Regions from separate parts of the Hordeum vulgare genome. Here regions 1 and 3 are each linked to region 2. The links are chromatin contacts, called in public Hi-C maps. All regions are on one chromosome and are shown on one strand. The core of a region is the stretch at or near the end of the contact, and the rest is flanking DNA. Distances in the headings are between cores, read along the strand shown. Region 1 has its middle 120 kb from the start of LOC123397479. Region 2 has its middle 12 kb from the start of LOC123395420. Region 3 has its middle 130 kb from the start of LOC123452224.

Region 1 (2,700 bases), core at 96-2,595, 330 kb after region 2:
ACGGTTGATCCCGCCGACGACTACGACTACCCCGACGGAGCTTACTACTCCGTGAAGGCCGCCGGCGACGAGGAGTAGTTAGGAAGCTCAAAGGCAGGAGGCCTTGCTTTTCGATCTATGTTTTCTTTTGTGCTAGCCTTCTTAAAGCAAAACTTGTTTGTTCACCGATACTCATATAATGTTGCTTCCGCTGACTCGTATATACTCGAGCTTATGTATTCAAGCCCTCGTAGCCCCTGGTTTGTAATATAAAGCTTGAATTATTTTTATCTGTGTCTAGAGTTGTGTTGTGATATCTTTCTGTGAGTCCCTGATCTTGGTCGTATGCATTTGCGTGTATGATTAGGGCATGATTAAGTTGGGGGCATCAGAGAGGGTCACGGAAGGGCTATTGTGGGTTCCGACAACCGAAGCATGGTAGGGCCGACGATGGGTGGTCGAGGTAGGCACGACTCTCACTGAATGTTCTCATTCTGTCGATTTGGGTCCCGTCGTTCATTTTCTCTAATATGAATATGCTGGGTGAGAATACCTTTTTGTATTTGGTATCAAAATATGGGAACCTACAAGAAAAAAATATGGATATCCGTGCACTGTTGAGTTTGTTGTGAGGTTGCGATCAAAATACTTGCGTTTCTTGAGGGTGAGGGTAGTGTGTGAAAATTGAGGATGCTCAGAAAGTAACTTTCTGCACGCGAGCTCCTCAAAAAACATTAAATTTGTTTTTAAGAACTGATTTTTTTACAAACTTTGATAAATGTTAGAGTTTGTAAAATTTACCATAGAATTACACCTCTGGAACTCGTGGCAGAAAATAAATGCTCCAAAATACTTTCGAAAGTAGCATTTTAGACTGTTCATTTTTTCACACTTTACAAGAATGTGATTTCATCACGAATAATTGCAAGCACTTGAAACATTTGTCAATGTTTGTTAAAAAACAGATTTTTTTTATTTTTTAATATAATTTTATTTTGCTGTTCAAGATCATTTGAGCTCTAGTTGAGAAACTCCACGTCTAGGATGCTCTACCTATTGCCACATTTTTTGCTACTACAATCTAGAAAAGATATGAAAACTGCAACCAAACATGCACTTTCGGCTGCAAACAGACAAGAAATCAAAGGTTTAACCAGGGGGAATCAAACACATTGCTTGGACTCCACTGTCTGCCATGTGATCAATCGACCATCATATGACCTTAGATTTTAGCTACTTAATTAATTAGATTAACACGAACCGCTTTTCACTGACTCCTCATCACATCGACCTAGAGCGCATTAACATCGGGATACATGCACATACGCATGTCCGTAATGATTTGACCGGTCAGGCCCACCTAAGGCTGACACGTGTCGCCGACTGCGAAGTGGCCGCCGTTCCGCAGATCGATCAAGTGTGCCGACATGTAGCCGAAAGCTACGCGGATGCATGCATTTCTTAGTCTGCATTAACAATCTATCGTGCGAGTTCATGTGCTAGAGGCAACAACAAATGAAGCCATGTGCAGTGATTTGTCGATTCTAACCACCATCTACTAGCTGTTAGCAACAAGACATGAAGCCTTGGATATGGCAGATGTGTGAGTACAAATTAAGGTTCTACACTTTAATCAGGTCAAGTGTGCCCGGAATAATTAGTGGCAGCGGACTGTCGTTCAAATGGCTGTTTCTGCAGGGAAACGGTGTATGCGGCCGGCGAGATTTATGTAGGCCATGTCGTGGTAGGGAAGGAGACAAAGTGACCACCTGTCCACTTGTCCAGCATCCAACCATTGCAATTTTCGGATCACATACATGTGCGCAACCGCCGATATGATGCCCATGCACGCCGTACAGCCCCCCCCCCCCCCCCCTCTTCCCCGTGCGGCGGCGCCGCCCCGCACCGGGGAGCCCCCGCCCTCCTCCTATAGCCGCCCCCACCTCATCTCCCCTCCGCCGTTGTCGTCCGGGGCGTCACACGGCAAAGCCCTTGTGGCGTGGCGGCGGCAGCGGTTTTCTCCTCGGATCTCGATCTGGTTGAAAGGCGGCGCTCCTTTCCGGCCAGATCGGCGGCGGTGACGCAGATCGGCAGCGGCATGGCTGTGGTGCGGCGGCGGCGTAGGAGGACGGCACTAGCAGCAACGGATCTGTCCTTGACTCAGTCGGGCTGATTCGATGTGCTATCGATCTGAATCGCCGTCAGTGGTGCACTGCTCATGGACTTGATCTGCAACACGAGGATGTCTGGGGCGCCGGCCCTAGGCTTGGTGGTGGTGGCCTTCTTCTTCGTCGGAGGTGGTCGGCCAGCTGGCTGTGCATGGAGTTGGGACGGGCGGCTGTTGGTGAAATCCGTGATCCGACTTTGGTCGTGGCGGGTGACGACGGCGCCTACGCGTCGTTACCTTCTTGAAGGTGTCACCTTTGCAGTCTCCGTCTTCCCACTTGCAGTCCAGTCAATGTCGGGCTGCTTTGGCACCGTGGTGGTGCTTCGGCCGTTCAGGTGGTGGCGGCTGGATCATTTGATCTAGTCTCCAGCAGAGAAGGCGGCGACCTGTGCACAAGAAGCTGGATGGAGTTCTTCGAACAGATCTATGTGAAAACCTGCTCTTGGCTAGATGGCAAGGCCAGCGATGGCGATGCTCTACGGCGTCGTTCCCTTCTTGAAGGCATCGCCGAGGAGAAGTTCTAGACCACTATCTGCTACCTCCGGGGGAAACCC
Region 2 (2,700 bases), core at 117-2,616:
AAATATTTCTATTTTATGAAAATTTGCTCACAAATTGAAAACTTCTTCAAACTTTCTTCGCCAATTATAAATTTTTTCATGATTTTCAAATGTTTGGGAAGTTTAGAAAATATTCTTCATTTTCTAAAAAATATTTGCGTTTCAAAAAATGTACATTAGTTCAAAAAATGTTCCTGTTTTAAAAAGTGTACATAAGTACAAAAAGTTTCCGTTTAAAAAATTGTTTACAAATTTCGGAAAATTTTCTTTCTTACAAAAACATTGTTCTATGTTTGTAAAATGCTCCTGTATTCAAATTTATTTATAGAGTAAGAAATTAGCTATGTTTTCCAAAACAATTGTGTATTTAAATAATTGTTCACGCTTCCGAATTAGTTCATGTTGTTTTTAAATTGTTCTCGGTGTCAAAATTTGTTCTCAAAATACAAAAAATGTTCAAGCTTTATACAATTGTTCGCTCTTTCAAATTTGTTTGGAGTTTTTCATAATTGTTATCCATTTCAAAATTTAGCTCTTAAGATTCAAGAAATGTTCGTGTATTTAAAAAATTGTTCGTGTTTCCAAATGTGTTCACATTTTTTAATATTGTTCTCAGTTTCAAAATTTGTCCTCAAAATGCAAAAAATGTTCATGCTTTAAAAATTTGTCCGCGCTTCCAAATTTCTTCGAGGTTTTTCAAAATTGTTCTCCTTTTCAAAAAAAATTCAAGTTTCAAAAAATGTTCTTACTTTAAAATATTGTTCGTGCTTTCAAATTTGTTCACATTATTTTAAATTGCACTCGGTTTCAAAGTTTGTTCTCAAAATTCCAAAAATGTTTGTGCTTTAAAAATTTGTTCACACTTTCATTTTTTTTGCATTTTTTCAAAATTGTTTTCCTTTTCCAAATTTTGTTATCAAGATTCAAAAAATGTTCATGCTTTAAGAAATTGTTCACGCTTCCAAATATGTTCACGTTTTTTAAATTTTTTCCTCGGTTTCCTAATTTGTTCTGAAAATTCAAAAAATGATCATCCTTAAAAATATTGTTCGCTCTTTCAAATTTGTTCAGGTTTTTCAAAATTGTTCTCCTTTTCATATTTTCGTTCTCAAGATTTAAAAACTGTTTGTGCTTTAAAAAAAAATCACGCTACCCAATTTGTTCATGATTCTTCGAAATTGTTATTGAAATTCGAAAAATGTTTTTTCTTCAAATAAAAAAGAGAAGGAAAAAGAAAATAAAAAACGAACCAAAAAAAGAAAATAAACTGAAAAGGATAAAAGTAACAGAAAAAAGAAACAAAACTGAGCCGGTCAGTCGGGTGTCCCCCTGTGCGGCACAGGGGTGCCTGCCGCTGCGAGCGGCAGATAGGAGCTGCCCACACGATGTAGGGGAGCTCATATGCAGCGCTGCAGGCGTCCGTCAATGATCTGGCGCCTGCAGCGCTGTTAGCACGGGCCGGTCTATTAGAGTGCTGTCTAGTTTTGTTTTCGTTACAAAAAAACATAAAATCAGAAAAGGTTTACAGATTTAAAAAAGGTTCATCCATTTGAAAAAAAAAGTTCATATCTTTAAAAAGGTTCATCAATTTAGAAAAAAGGTTCATCAATTTGAAGAACAAATCATTGAAAACAAAAAAAAATCAACCAATTTAGGAAAAGTTCACTAATTTTTTAAAAAGTGCATGTGGCGCCAAATAAAAAATGCCATGATGTAGAACCTAGCCCTCTGCTCTTTGGCTAGGCTCGTAAGCCGCCCCATCACCGACCTGCCCGAGCCCCTCAGAGTCCGGCCCTTACGCCCACCGGATTGCCAGTGGGTGGTGCCGATGTTGCCGCTGTCGACCTCCGGCTGCCTTTCTTGGACAGCTTCCACTTGTCGTCCGTGCACATCTCCATCTCTCTTCGCTACCCTCTTCCCTCTCTAGTTTAAGTAGCGTAAAATGGGAGAAATTTTCTTTGATTCTTACTAAGTAAACATGGTATAAGGATGGATTTTGGTCACTTATATTTGTTGAGCCTACTATCTGTTCATCTTCTAATCGTAAGTGCACAATCGCCCATATTTTACATGCATGCATGAACAACCCTTCTACTCCAATCAATCATTCAGCCGTTCATGTAAAAGTAACTGTGCATGGTCGTCTTCAGTGGGCGTAGCAACATTTGAGAGGAAATGAAGTAATCCACGTAGCATGAGACTGTATTTATCCTCAATCCTCCAGCGAGATCAAGTCAGAGTCTCTCTCGCGCACGCATCATGACAAGTCGCGGTCCGATTGCAACCGCTTCATATCTTCCATAAGCCAAACATAATTGAGGATTACACCGGCTTTAGCAACAGCGAGATCTAATTGAGGCTCCGTCTTCACGTGAAAGATAGCTGAACCCACATGGCTCCTACGATCCTACTGGCACGCGGATCGAGACAAGGCAGCATTCAAGATTCAACTAGGGATCATCCAACTAGCGCCGAAAAAACAGAGTGCTCCTTTTTTTTGAGACAAAACAGAGAGCTCCTATTCAGCGAGTTCGGCACCGATTAGCTAGCTAGCGCTCGTACCCACTTTGCCCATGGGCCGGCCCATCAAACCAGAGCTGGCACGGTTTTTTGTTCGCCGTGCACGGTTTTTTGTTCACTGAGTTCACGTGCTCGACCTGGTCTATTTACGGGTTCACCTGTTTGACCTGGTTGACCGTTAATCAGTTGACCGGTTTATTT
Region 3 (2,700 bases), core at 198-2,697, 370 kb after region 2:
TGTGCGAATGCGCTAATAAACCAGATTTCTGGGCTGGCCCAAACACACAGGCGCTAGAGGTCACCATTTACAAGTCGGCACGGACGATGATAGCGGCAAATACTATTTGGCGCCACACGCGTCCGTTTTAGTGCAACTCTGCAAACGGGTGCATGCAGCGCCCTGCGTTGGGCCGGCCCAATTGGCTTGTGTGTTCTGTGTGTAAAGCCGCAAAAATGATAAATACTGAATGCGTCTGGTCGGACTCGATCCCGAGACGCAAGGGTTTCACCAACCACGCGACAAGCACTACACCAACCTCATCTCCGTGTCAACTTCTTCCGAGTTTTCTTCTTTCTTTCGTCTTTCTTCTTTTTGTTTTCGTCTTTCTTTTTTCTTTTTTTGTTCCTTTTTATTTTTTTCTAATTATGTCAAAAAATAACTCGCTTTTATTAACATTTTTTTCATATTAGATGAACTTTTTCAAAACAGTTGAATTCTTTTTAAAATTCCGTGAACTTTTTTCAAAATTCGTGCACTTTTTATGAAAATGATGAACTTTTTTCAATTTTCAAGAATTATTTTGAATTTCGCAAAATTTGCATGAACTTTTTTGATCCATGAACTTTTTTAAATTAGTGGACCTTTTCAAATACCGTAACTTTTTCAAATTTATGATTTTTTTCTCAAATTAGTGAACTTTTTATGAAAATCGACGAACTTTTTCAAAATTGATGAACTTTTTTCCATTTTCGTTTTTTCCCTTTTGTTCTTCTTAGTTTCTTCCTTTATCGACTTTCATTTTTGTACTTGTCCTAAGTGCATGAATTTTTTCCAAATTGATTATATTTTTTTCCAACTTTTTATGATTTGTTTTTCAAAATCAGTGAACATGTTTTAAATTTTAGTGAACTATATTTAAAAGTTGATGTTTTTTCTAATTCGATTAGTTTTTTCCAATTTGATGAACTGTTTTTTAATTTCATCATTTTTTTCAAAGTTTGATCAATTGTTTTTTAAAATTTATGAACTGTTTTCAAATTAAATGATCTTTTTCGAAAACTGGATGAACTTATTTTTAAAGTTACTTCAGTGTTTTTTTATTTTTGTGAACTTTTCCAAAACTGGTGACCTTTTTTCATTTTCGTGAACTTTTTTCAAATTGATGAACATTTTTTAATTCGTTAATTAATGTTTGAATTTACCTTTCTTTATTCAAATTATTTATCTAGAGATGGGTAAAGTAGGATTATTTTCCAGTAGTAATCGACAAAACACAGCCTGGTCTAGTGGTGAAGACACGACGCTGTGTCAAGTAGGATCATTTCCTATTTGAGAACCTCAAAACTGAGCCTAGTGTAGTGGTCGGGCCGAGTGGATGCTACTTGGACATGCACAATTCGATCCGCACTACTCATGAATTATTGACAGGTATATCTTTTGCATTTTTTTGTCAGCTGGTTGACTGGGCCGGCCCGCTACGTGCCGCCTGCGAGCGCCAGGGGAGCTAGCCAGCGCTGACTACGCTCTCCCATGTATAGCACCCACGAAACAGGAATCTCCTATTTGCCGTTCTTTACAGAGAATCGGGCAAACGCACAGGAAAAGGAAGGTGAGGAATTTTAATGGGTTCGTACATTAACGCTTCACTGATCCCAATTTTGAAACCTTTCTGAACTGAGTTTTATTTCCTTTTTCGTTTTATTTTTCCTTTATTTTACTCCTTTCTGTTTCTGTCTCAAAAAATGTTCTGGATTTTTAACATTTTTTCTTTCAGTATCTGTTTTTGCTTTTTAAGAAAATGTTTTAAATTTTAAATAATTGCCGTTTTTCCAAAACATTCATAACTTCAAAAAATGTTCAGTATTTTATATTTTTTTGTTTTTTAATCAACTTTTGGTATTTTTATAAAAAATACTGTATTTTCAAAAAATGTTCAGTGTTTTAAAAAAATAGACCAAACATCTATATTCTGTTCAATTTTCAAACTAAGTTCATGTTCAAAAATTGTACTTACATTTTGAAAAATGTTCTTGATTTTATAAAGTGTTTAATTTTTTAAAACATTTCATTTTTCAATAATTTCAAAATGTTCTGGATTTTGGAAAATTGTTCTTGTTTTTGAAAACAAATCTTGTTTTTCATATTTTTTAGTATCTTCAGAAATTCTTCGCGTTTACGTATTTTTTTAAGTTTTTGTAAACTTGTTCTCATTTTCCAGAAAATTCTCTAGATTTAAAAATTATTCGTGTTTTAAAACAAATTCGTACTTCTAAATTTGGTCGGGGTTTTTCAAAATTGTTATCTGTTTGAAAATTTTGTTCTCAAGATTAATAAAATGTTCGTGCATTAAAAATTTGTTCGCGATTTTAGATCTGTTCTCTATTTTAACAAATCTTCACATTTCAAAAAATAATTAGGAAGTTCAACATTTTTTCGTTTTCATAAAACGGAAAAAGAAAAAAAGAACCAAAAAATAAAGGAAATAAGCATAAAAAGAAAAAATGAAACAGAAAAAATAATTGGAAAATGAAAGAAAACTTGGCCGGCCCAGTCGGGTTACGACCCTGTGCGCCCGAGCGACTCCCTACCGCAAAATGCGACAGGTAGGAGCTTCCGGGAAAACAAATACCAGAGTAACCAATGCATGAAGTCCTTATTACTCCCTCCATTGAAAAATGCAAAGTGTATTAGTTTCTAAGAATATTAACTTCTCTAACT

The links. Hi-C and Micro-C count contacts between places; a contact is called where the count stands out from the background.
Region 1: a contact with region 2 is called in a Hi-C map of leaf, with 2.6 times the contacts expected there. The contact joins two enhancer-like sites. A contact is called at or near these places in 2 of 6 Hi-C or Micro-C datasets (both in leaf).
Region 3: a contact with region 2 is called in a Hi-C map of seedling, with 2.6 times the contacts expected there. The contact joins two enhancer-like sites. A contact is called at or near these places in 3 of 6 Hi-C or Micro-C datasets (leaf and seedling).

What each region holds. Positions count from the first base shown.
Region 1 is chr5H:87,201,581-87,204,280 of MorexV3_pseudomolecules_assembly, forward strand. No RefSeq gene overlaps it. Among protein-coding and RNA genes, the nearest start is that of LOC123397479, 120 kb to the left of the region's middle. Within about 2 kb of position 1,346, at least 3 of the 3 cell types and tissues checked have open chromatin away from gene starts, as enhancers often do. A contact at or near this core is called in leaf, where this site is marked.
Region 2 is chr5H:86,873,020-86,875,719 of MorexV3_pseudomolecules_assembly, forward strand. No RefSeq gene overlaps it. Among protein-coding and RNA genes, the nearest start is that of LOC123395420, 12 kb to the left of the region's middle. Within about 2 kb of position 1,367, at least 3 of the 3 cell types and tissues checked have open chromatin away from gene starts, as enhancers often do. A contact at or near this core is called in leaf and seedling, where this site is marked.
Region 3 is chr5H:87,239,279-87,241,978 of MorexV3_pseudomolecules_assembly, forward strand. No RefSeq gene overlaps it. Among protein-coding and RNA genes, the nearest start is that of LOC123452224, 130 kb to the right of the region's middle. Within about 2 kb of position 1,448, at least 3 of the 3 cell types and tissues checked have open chromatin away from gene starts, as enhancers often do. A contact at or near this core is called in leaf and seedling, where this site is marked.